2 separate regions of the Solanum lycopersicum genome follow, and region 2 is linked to region 1. Evidence: chromatin contacts called from public HiChIP or PLAC-seq data. All regions are on one chromosome and are shown on one strand. The core of a region is the stretch at or near the end of the contact, and the rest is flanking DNA. Distances in the headings are between cores, read along the strand shown. Region 1 holds the start of LOC101266437 (ERECTA-family receptor kinase). Region 2 holds the start of LOC101266743 (copper-transporting ATPase PAA2, chloroplastic).

What was found. HiChIP or PLAC-seq counts read pairs in DNA pulled down with a chosen protein or histone mark.
Region 2: a contact with region 1 is called in an RNA polymerase II HiChIP or PLAC-seq map of leaf, with 6 times the contacts expected there. The contact joins the promoter of LOC101266743 here to the promoter of LOC101266437 in region 1. A contact is called at or near these places in 1 of 8 Hi-C or Micro-C datasets (leaf) and 1 of 1 datasets of contacts at active chromatin or transcription factors (leaf).

What each region holds. Positions count from the first base shown.
Region 1 is chr8:50,417,276-50,422,730 of SLM_r2.1, reverse strand. LOC101266437 (ERECTA-family receptor kinase) reads left to right here and starts at 3,111. Exons shown (of 27, transcript XM_004244995.5): 1 at 3,111-3,901; 2 at 4,100-4,238; 3 at 4,316-4,387; 4 at 4,484-4,555; 5 at 4,624-4,695; 6 at 4,784-4,855; 7 at 4,934-5,005; 8 at 5,116-5,187; 9 at 5,273-5,344; 10 at 5,426-5,455. The coding sequence starts at 3,799.
Region 2 is chr8:50,572,129-50,577,583 of SLM_r2.1, reverse strand. It overlaps LOC101266743 (copper-transporting ATPase PAA2, chloroplastic), which reads left to right and starts at 2,464. Exons shown (of 7, transcript XM_069288016.1): 1 at 2,464-3,039; 2 at 3,354-3,431; 3 at 3,904-3,995. The coding sequence starts at 2,841.

The DNA.
Region 1 (5,455 bases), core at 1,862-4,361:
ATATTTATGGAATATGAACATGATATATAATTACTAATGATATTGATTATGTTCGACTTTTTTAAAGAAAAGTTCATTGTTTATAATCACGGTTCAATTTATCTTTTTATTGAACTAAAGTTTTATCAATAAATGTTATCCTAGTCTGAGTAGGCATTTGACCATATGATAGCATATTACCAGAGGTGGATCTAGTATTTGAAGGTCCTGAGTGTCACATTGTCCAAATAAGATAAGTTGGTCAGTTGCTTTAATTTTGATTTACAATCGAATCATTTATCTTTTTTCGATCTTTATAAACAAATCGATCAAACATGCATGTTAGTAATTTTTCTTTTAGATATCATGAGATTAGGGCTTAGTAACCATTTAATTTTTATTTATTGTTAGGAATTAGTAGCCTTATTCGCTGAAACTTTGAGGAAAAAAAATTGACACTAAAATTTGAGCTTGTATAAACTATCAAATAGTGTTAACTCAATATATTCATATTCTATTGAGTTGTTGCAAAATACAACAAAAGAGAATACAAATTTTAGTTCATTTAGTCATCTTACTTAACAAGAATATTGGTGAAGATCGAAGAACCTTCAAATTAAAAGAATTCTAATAATAATATTTATCATTTTTAAATTTATGTTTTTTAAATTTACTATTGAAATATAGTCTTAATAATATTTATGTCATGTTCATAATTTAATTGATAAAGTATAAACACGTGACACTCATATCAAAAGATTAATAATTAGTAAAAAAAGAAAGTAGAAGAACTTAAAAATTAATTATAGTGAATAGGAATCAATTTGAATTAACAAAAAATACTTGTAAATAAATAAGAATGAATGGAAGGGGAAAATAACTCACACATTTTAAAAAAAGAAAAGAAAAGAAAAAGCTTCCAAAAATTAATGCTGCAAATGAGGTTCGAATTGGTGTTGTCTGTGTGGTAGATTAACTATTTTGCCAATTGAACTATTAACCATTTTATTCAAAGAGTGGAAAAGAAAATATATACTCATTTTCTTAAACATGTATACTATATATACAAAGTTTAGAGATCAGTGGGTGCCGTGACATTACCACATAAATTCATAAATCCGCCCCTGCATATTACGATATAGTATCATGAGATGGAATCAGCGTTTGGACGTGCAATTTTACATTGATTCGATCTTATGATTCTATATCATGAGATATGATTGCATATTCTCCATAAACCATGATATGAAATCATATGGGAATACCACTTCATGATTTGAGTTACTTTAATACAAAAATTGATCCACGAGTTTATATTTTGTTAACATAACCCCGCATTTATATCTACTAACAATTTATTTCACATGTAAATAAAATTTATAATCACATCATTACTTTTTAAATTTATTATTCTCACAGACATAAAGTTTATTATTATTCTCACCAACCTATAGTCACTTTAACACTCACACGTCAAGATTGTTGTAGTTAAATCTTGAAGAGCCCGTGAAAGGTGTTTCATTTTTACTCAAATATATTGATGAAATAATTACTTAAGTGGAGAACAAATAACTTTATAATAATTTATCATATGATTTTACAGTTTTTTTTTATTTGATAAATTTGAATAAACAATTGAGGTTATTTTAATAGTTTTAGAACTTATGAGATTTTTATGTTTATGAGAAAATATACATTACCAAAATTTCATATCGCATGTCCAAACAAAACATCAATTTTAGTATGATTCCATATCATAATACCATATCGAATGACCAAACGGACCGTTAGAATAACTTTATAATAGTTATTATACTTTCATTATGAATTTTTGCTTATTTAGTAAGATTGTATGAATAAAGTTAGGACAATATTTGGTGAGATTTTGATTTATGAGCTAACAATAGAATTTCAAAATCATAATTTCTATATGGCTAAGCAAAACTTCAATTTCATGTTAAACGAATGAAAAGTAAGTAGGCGTTTGGTCATGTGATATCATATCACGATATGAAATCGTGAGAAGGAATCAGCGTTTGAACATGCGATTATACATTGATTCTATATCATGAGATGTAATTCCATATTCTTCAAAAACCATGATATGGAAATTTCATATCATGATTTGATATATTTTTAATACAAAAATTGATCCACATATTTGTATTTTGTTAAAACAACCCATATTTATATCTACTAACCATTTATTTCATTTGTAAATAAAATTTATAATCAGATCATTACTTTCAAAATTTATTATTCTCACGACATAAAATTTATTTTTCTTACCAACATATAATTACTTTAACTCACACCAATCGATTGTTGAGTTAATAAATTTGTTCTCTTCATTTATTTCAACACCTAATTTATTATTTTTTACCGTTTTATATTTATTACAACTTAAAAGTAACAATATTGGTTCTTCTTCTCAATCACATGATCGAGAAATACAAGTTCAACATGAGGAAATGTCCAGACGATGTGAGAAGATTATATTAAAAATTAGTACATTATAATTTATGTTCAATTTTTTTATTGAACTAAAGTTAGATGAAACAGTTACCGTAGTGGAAAACAAGTAACTTTGTGATAATTTAAATGCGATCTTATGATTTTTTTTATTTGATAAGACTGAATAAAAAATTGAGATTATGTTAATAGTTTTACAATTTATGAGATTCATATACAAAACAATTTTTTTTATCATATATCTAAATAAAATTTTAATTTTATATTATGATTTCATATTATAATATCATATCAACAAACTAGCTATTAAATTTTATAAATGATAAATTATAGCCAAAACACTTAAATTAAAACTGAGAGAAGTAGCATTTTTACCTTAAATGATGATAGGACAGTTGCTAGCTAAATATGAAGAAAAGAAACAAATGTGTAGGTAAAACCCTCCCATCATTACTTGTGATAATATCCTATGGCTTCATAAATCATATAACACTGATCGAGACAAACAACGCATTACCCCACTGAAAAGGTTGAAACCCCATTTCTCGTGAGTACATAACTGCACATGTTGGGTAGTGAAGAGTAGTCATTGTCAAACATTTTTTGGGTAAGCCATCGACGTTTTGTATTTATATTAAAATCTGATTAAATTTGAAGCTGATTTATATTTAGAATGAAACTTCAGCTTAAAAATAAGAAAATAGTTTATGATTTCATTAGAATTAAGGCGTAGTCACTGTCAAACTTGAGAAAGGATTACCCCTTTAAGCTTTGCCCTTGTTTGCAGAGACAGTGACTTGTGATGAAATGAAGCCAGAGAAGGCACTCTGTTATCACACTTAAATGATAATACATGTGTATGGACTAGCAATAAAAGTGGCACTAGTAATTGAAAAGCAAGTGTATAGAGAGAGATAATGAGAGAGAAAGAGTAAGTACACTACTACTGCTACTATCCCATATACCTGTAATGTTGCAGGTCTGAATTTTGCAGTTGCAGACCCCCTTCTCTTGGCACAAGCTCTTTTAACTTTTATCTTCTCAAATAATTCTCTCTCTCTCTCTTTTCTATCATTTTTTTTTACATTGAGAGTAAACTTAATATCCGTTGTATGTATTAGTGTGAGGCCTATCTGCCACAAGGATGTGATGGAACACTATGCTTCCTCTGCTAAAACCCCACAACCCCAAAACTCTCTTTCACTTCACATTTAAGCACAATTCCTCAGTAAAATTATCCTTTTGATCTCTCTAACATCAATGTTGGTTAGTTCAAGAATTGGTTTTTCCATTTCAAAGGAGCTGAGTTAGTGAGGTTTTGAGTTTTGACTGAGACTTGAGTCTACCATGGCATCATTTTTACTCCAAAGATGTAATCTTCTCTTTGAGGTTCTTCTTATTTTGGGGTTCTTGATTTTCTTCAGCTTTGGTTCTGTGGTGTCTGATGATGGTGAGTAGAGTAGAGTAGTAGAACTTTCTGCTTCTTATGTTTTAGTTTAATGTTTTGTTTAAGATGTTAAAAAGACAAAGTGTGCTTTTTTTAATCATTTTTTAAATGGTGGTTTTTGATTAATCCCACGTTTTGTAGTTGTTATTTGTTAAAGGTTTATTTTTTTGTCTCATTATTATAATAATAATTGGGAAATAGGTTCTGCATTGTTGGAAATTAAGAAGTCAATTAGGGACGTGGAGAATGTGTTGTATGACTGGACTGATTCTCCTTCATCTGATTACTGTGCCTGGAGAGGTGTTACCTGTGATAATGTCACCTTCAATGTTGTTCAACTGTAAGACATAACTCAAAAACACTATCATTTGGGATTCTTTAGTTATAAAGTTGTAATCTTTTGACATTATCTTGTAGTAATCTTTCGAGTTTAAATCTTGATGGGGAGTTGTCTCCTGCTATTGGACAGCTCAAAGGCCTTGTATCTATGTAATATCTCCTCCCATTATCTCACAATTACCCTTTTTGTTTGATCTTTTGACTTAGTGCACATTATAGACTATGCCTGTTAATTTTTTTTTGAAGTGATATGAGGGGAAATCGCCTTTCTGGCCAGATACCAGATGAGATTGGTGACTGTTCAGCACTGAAAAATTTGTAAGTATGAAATGCTTCTGAATCTTGTGTTATTGTTTGGAAAAATAAGTAACCATTTTTTCCCTTAGGGACCTTTCCTTCAATGAGCTTTATGGTGATATTCCCTTCTCCATATCTAAACTCAAGCAACTGGAATATCTGTAAGTTTTGATACTCTCCTTCTTCTAAATGTTGTATTATTTGCTTTCCGAGATTGTTAGTTGATTATGCTCGTCTTATTCAACTTAGGATTTTGAAGAATAATCAATTGATTGGACCAATTCCATCTACATTGTCACAGATCCCTAACTTGAAGGTCTTGTAAGTATATTCTCTCTGCTTTGTCATGATATTGGTAGATTATGAATAATTTTAGTTTGATCCAAGAACTTCCTCCAGGGACCTGGCTCAAAATAGGTTAAGTGGAGAAATTCCTAGGCTGATATACTGGAACGAAGTCCTGCAGTATCTGTGAGTGTTTTAATCCGGTGTTCCTCTTCTTCCTGTTTGTTTTAACCTTAGGACACTTTCATTTCGTATATGGATATGATTACATCTGTTGTATGTTTTTATTCATATAGGGGACTGCGTGGTAACAACTTGGGTGGATCCCTTTCTCCTGATATGTGTCAGCTCACCGGCCTGTGGTACTTGTAAGTTTGTAATCCTGTTGCTCTTAAGATCTTACTTTAGTTCCTCTAGGTGATGACATTAACCATTGTTCATTGTGTTGTACAGTGATGTTCGGAACAATAGTTTGACTGGTTCCATTCCTCAAAATATTGGCAACTGTACTGCCTTCCAGGTTCTGTAAGTATCTAAATCAATTGAATGAAGTTTGACTATATTCTGTATGTTTGGTTGGCATAACACCTTGTTTTGTTCTGTCAGAGATTTGTCTTATAATGATTTGACCGGAGA
Region 2 (5,455 bases), core at 1,215-3,714, 160 kb before region 1:
GGAACATAATCTAGGCTATTACTGCTTGTACTTGAAATCATATTTTGATAGAGACAATCAACTCTTCACATTAAATAGGATAGAGAAGGAATGAGCATAAAGGACTGTAGCAATCATTTCTGTTGAATCCAGCATTCTTAGGTTTGAAGCAGGAGCGGATCTAGCCCTTAAGGTATGCGCTCAGGGGACTGATATCTTTTGTTCATACCATGTATTTCATTGTAGGAATTTATAAACTTCAAAACCTGGATCCATCACTGGTTTGAAGTGACACAAATATTTGCTATGATGCTACGATCTAGATGTTCCTTCTGTACTACTCATAATGAAGAGATTATCATGCACCTTTTTTTCGTTCAAGAAAGATTGCAAAACATATTTGGTTCTTTGGTCAAAGTTGTAGTACAGTAATTAGAAATGGCGGTAACATGAAACAATTACTCATGTTTAGTGGCTATCTAAAGCTAATAATGGTATCCATGCAGTGCTATTTCAATGCTTCCCAACTGTTATATGCTGGGAGATAAAGAAAAATAGAAGTGGTTGCTAGGTATGATAATGTTCACATGTCTGGCAGAGTTATTATTCAGCAGGTCTGTGAAAAGATGACCAAAATTTTTATGGCCAATTTCCCAAAGTCCAATTGCCTCTATCCGGAAATTTGATGTGTAATTTAGTGGAAAAGGCAAAAGAAATAATCAGTAGTGGACCGGTTAGATGGAATAAGCCTGAGTTTGAATGACTAAAACTAAACATTGATGGCTGTTGTAAAGGGAACTAGGAAGCTTTGGAGGAGGTTGTTGTATCATTAGGGCCAATCTTGGCTGCTCTGTGATGAATAATATGGCTGAGGGCAGAGCTCTTTTACAGTGTGTGAAACGGTTTATTTGCAGAAGTTCATTTTACGTGATGGTGGAATCTGATTCCCTGTTGATTATTAACATGATTAACAACAAAGCGAAAGCACCTTGACTGATCCAACATGCCATTGATCAGATTGTTCTCCTCTCAAGTAGTGTTATTTTGTATTTGTCCACACATACTGAGTGAGAGAGGAGATATGAACTAGCCAATATGGGGAAAGATTAAGAGATCAAGTTACATTTGATGAAGCTATTTCTCTACCGGAAATAGTGAAATCAACACTGAAACTTGATCAAGATTGTATCCCTAACTATAGAATAAAACCAAGAAACAATCATTTTGTTATAATGATGGTAACACTAGATAATACTGACTCCTGTAAAGTTTTGGTAACTGTGTTCGTAGCATCCTTTTGTGAAGCTTATACTAGTCAAAATGTCATGCACGTAATCTGCCAAATCAGGCAAATATTTTTTGGAAGAGGGTCTAAAATACCCTTAAAGTATTGGAAATGGTATAATATCCACATATTGGCTCCATAATACCCTTCTCACTCACCTATTGGGTCCAAAATACCCTTGTCATCCACCTTCTGGTTCAAAATTCATCACTTATTTAACGGTTTTATATTTAAACTATTTAAATATTTTTTTAAATACGTGGCGCTCAACTATTGTTATAATTTAACTTATTAGTATAATTTATAAATCAATCCACTACCCACCCATTGCTAATTAAACCCACCAGATTAATAAACCCGTCACATTATTAATGCAACAACAGAAAAGATACTGCCAATTGAGTGTTTTTAAAAATTTGAGACCAAAATATCTATTGAAGTAAATTATCATACATTTAAGTGTCTAAATAAAAATTACCCACAAATTTAAAAGTCTAACTTTGTTCATCTTAATTATTCTCACGTCTCAATTATATGATGTTACTTCATAGGTAACTTTTTTTCAAAATAATATATTAAAGGTTTTAAAACAAATAATAAATATTTATAAAAGTATATTTTAAAAAAGTGCATGAATTAATTCGGGATATATTAATTCTTTACATTTAATCATAAATTTCTAATTCAATCTTGAAAGAAAATTCTATTGAAAGTGTCCTCCTAAATAAACGGCTCAACATAAATTTAATTGGAGCTTTGATTAGGACTCGAATAATTTTGGATGTCATTTTCAGGAATCTATAATTTCATCGTGTTTTAGTAGTGTTTATGACGATTTTGATATAATAGTTGAATTATTAATTGGGTGGTGTTTAGTTAGTAATGAGTGGGTAGTGAGTTGGTTTATAAATGATACAAATAAATTAAATTATAACCAATAGTTGAGCATCAAATATTTAAAAAATATTTAAATAGTTTAAATTATCATTAAATTAGTGGTCAATTTTGAACTCAAAGGTGGTTGACAAGGGTATTTTGGAGCTAATAGGTGGATGAAAAGACATTTTGGAGCCAATAGGTGGACGAAGGGTAATTTTATACCATTTTCAATACTTTAAAGATATTTTAGGCTTTTTTCGAATATTTTTTAAGATATTGGTCAAACCATTAGAAGTTCCTTCCTCCATGGGTCCAAAATTAGAAGTAAATTACCAAGTGAGAAATGACTAAACTAACACGAAATGAAAAGCTAAAAAACATGTACTCTCTCTATATAAACTGTCATCCATCAGCGATGTCGTAGTAGTCAGCTATTCCTGTGGCTCAATGCCGTATTGGCCAAGCCTGTGGAGTTCGAAGTTACGGTGAGTTGAATTGAGCAGCAGGTAGAGTTGAAAAATGATGAGACGACGGCGCTTCTAGATGTGAGCGGGATGATGTGTGGCGCGTGTGTCTCACGCGTCAAGGCGATCTTGTGAGCGGAAGGCAAAGTTGACTTGGCTGTGGTCAATATGTTGAAACCGGATGCAGCTGAGACTGGTTTGACGTCTCTAGTGTTGGCTAAGAGGTTGCCGAAATGTGGTTTTCCGTCGAAGAAGAGGTCATCTGGGTTAGAGGAATCGATGCCAAGGTGAAGTGGAAGGAAACGGTGAAGAAAAAGGTGACGTTGCTTGTTAAGAGTCGTAACCCAGTGGCTTCCACTTGGACTCTGGTTGCTTTATGCTGTGGAACTCACGCTACTCATATTTTGTACTCTCTTGGCATTCATATTCACGGTAAACTAGTGAAAGATGCACAATTCATTTCTGAGTTAATATGCATGCTTGCTAGTTCAGAACAACAACGATTTGAACTCTTGATTTAACAGTTAGTAAAAGATGTTGAAAAGAAAAAAGGCAAATACTCTTAACCGGTTCCATAACAATATTATATGAAATTCAGCTATGAAAAAAGCATCCGGTTACATTGCTTTTCTTTGGAACTATATGCAATTCAGCTTGGAAATATCTGTACCAAAAGCTAAATAGCTAGTGTTTGATGAAATTTTCTGTTCTGGATAACTCAGACTAGTTGATCCACATTGATACAGGTTCAATGTTGGATATACTGCATAATTCTTATGACAAAGCTGGATTGGCCGTTGGGGCTTTATTAGGACTTCGACGAGGTTAATCACTACTTGTTTATTCTGTTCTGTTTCTTTCTTAATTGACTGTTACTTTCTACTCCATTTATCTTTTTCTGTTTTCTTATTTGTTTATGTTCCTTTGTTACTTTTTCTAGTTAAATGTGGAAGTTAACTAAAAAAATCAAATGGGTATGACCTTGTGTTTGAATTTGATGTCCAATTTTCACTATCATCTCTGCGTTAAGTTTTGGAAGAGAGTCGATTAAAGTTGTTATTATGAGTAGCATTTAGAACCTGTTTTCAGTTTGCAAGTTAATAGTGTCATGTCAAGAATTCAAATGAAAATGTGGGTTGGCCCTTCCCATGAACTTCATGCATTAGTGGGAGCTCAGTGCACCATGCTATTTTTTTTTTACCTCAATACCTAGCGTCATTTTTGGCAGTTATGTAGATAGGAACTATGTAGCTTATCATCTTAGTTCATTACTAACCGAAATAAATTATGTTCCAGAGCTGCTCTTTGATGGTCTTCTGGCATTCACAAAGGGATCACCAAATATGAACTCTCTTGTTGGCTTTGGAGCTGCTTTTGCAATTAGTTCTGTAAGAATCAACTAAAGTTGTGCCCTTTATCTTGCTAGTAGCTCTTGTTATCACTGTCTGTTTTCATAATATATTACAAACCCGTTACTCTCTTGAGTAGGCTGATATGCTGACAGCTTCTTCTCTTTCTTAGGTCTCACTGCTTAACCCTGAGCTTCAATGGGAGGCATAATTTTTTGATGCCGTTTTGTCTTTTCTTACTTTCCTCTCTACTTCTCTCGAAGTGCTTAGATTTTCTTTCCGTTTATTCTGTAACTTTTGTTTTTATTTGCTTGCTCATAAGTACTCCTGTTTTCTGCTGTTTAGGACTATCAGCATATTGTAGTCTTTAAGAAGTAGCTCTTGTTATGATTTCAGTGTCTGTTTTCATAATAGATTAGAAACCATTACTCTCTTGAGTTAAGACTGATATGCTGATAACTTCTCTTTCTTAGTCTTCTGCTTAACCCTGAGCTTCAACGGGAAGCATCAATTTTTGATGAGCCGTTTTGTCTTTTCTTACTTTCCTCTACTTCTCTTGAAGTGCTTAGATTTCTTTCCATTTATTCTGTCACTTTTGATTTTATTTGCTTGCTCATAAGTAGTCCTGTTTTCTGCTGTTTAGGACAGTCAGCATATAGTCTTTAAGAAGTAGTTTCTCTTTTTATATTTGCTTATGAATTTTAAATGATGAGAGGGTCTTTCGATTCACAAAGTTCAATGTAATAGGTTGTCGAGGTGGTGCCACATATACTTGTGCCTTATTGGGCTCAACCTTTTTTTTTAACATTTAAAAATCTCAAGCTTCAAAATATTTTCATCTAAAGTCCTTGCAAAATTCAATAATGTCATTAGGGTTTCACATGGTCCAGGTGCTCTAATTTCATGTTTTTCTTGACCTGCCTGAAGTTATTTTGAAATGTATCACTAACTGAGTCCATTCTCCTTTTGCAATGGCTAAATTTTGTGAAATTCCATAAATCTCTTGTTGGAAAAGACAAGACACTAACAAAGAATGTCTGACAGGATAACAACGGAAGAATACCCAAGTCTATACTTTCCCTTCTCGATTTGAACCAAGAGAAGACAAACAACCACAAGCAATATGATAGTAAGGCAGCAAGTAATTCAACCAAACAAATATAACAAGGCAATAATAAATCAAGCACACAAGACACCAAGATTTACGTGAAAAATCCTTCGATGTGAAGAGTAAAAAACCACGGGACCAAAAGCTTCACTATAATCACCAAAAGTTACAATACTGTTCTCCAAAATTGGCCACAAAACAAGTGCCAAACAACGAGCAACAACAAAATAAGATTGCACCAAATCTAGAGAATTAAATGAGCAAAATCACTAATTTCGCAGCTACTATTCACAACAGCAAAACTGAAGCTGCAGGCCACCAAATCCAACTCTGTCAGTTCCTAATCAAAGATTGAGATGAAGATAATATGCTGTCCAAAAATCAGCTCAAT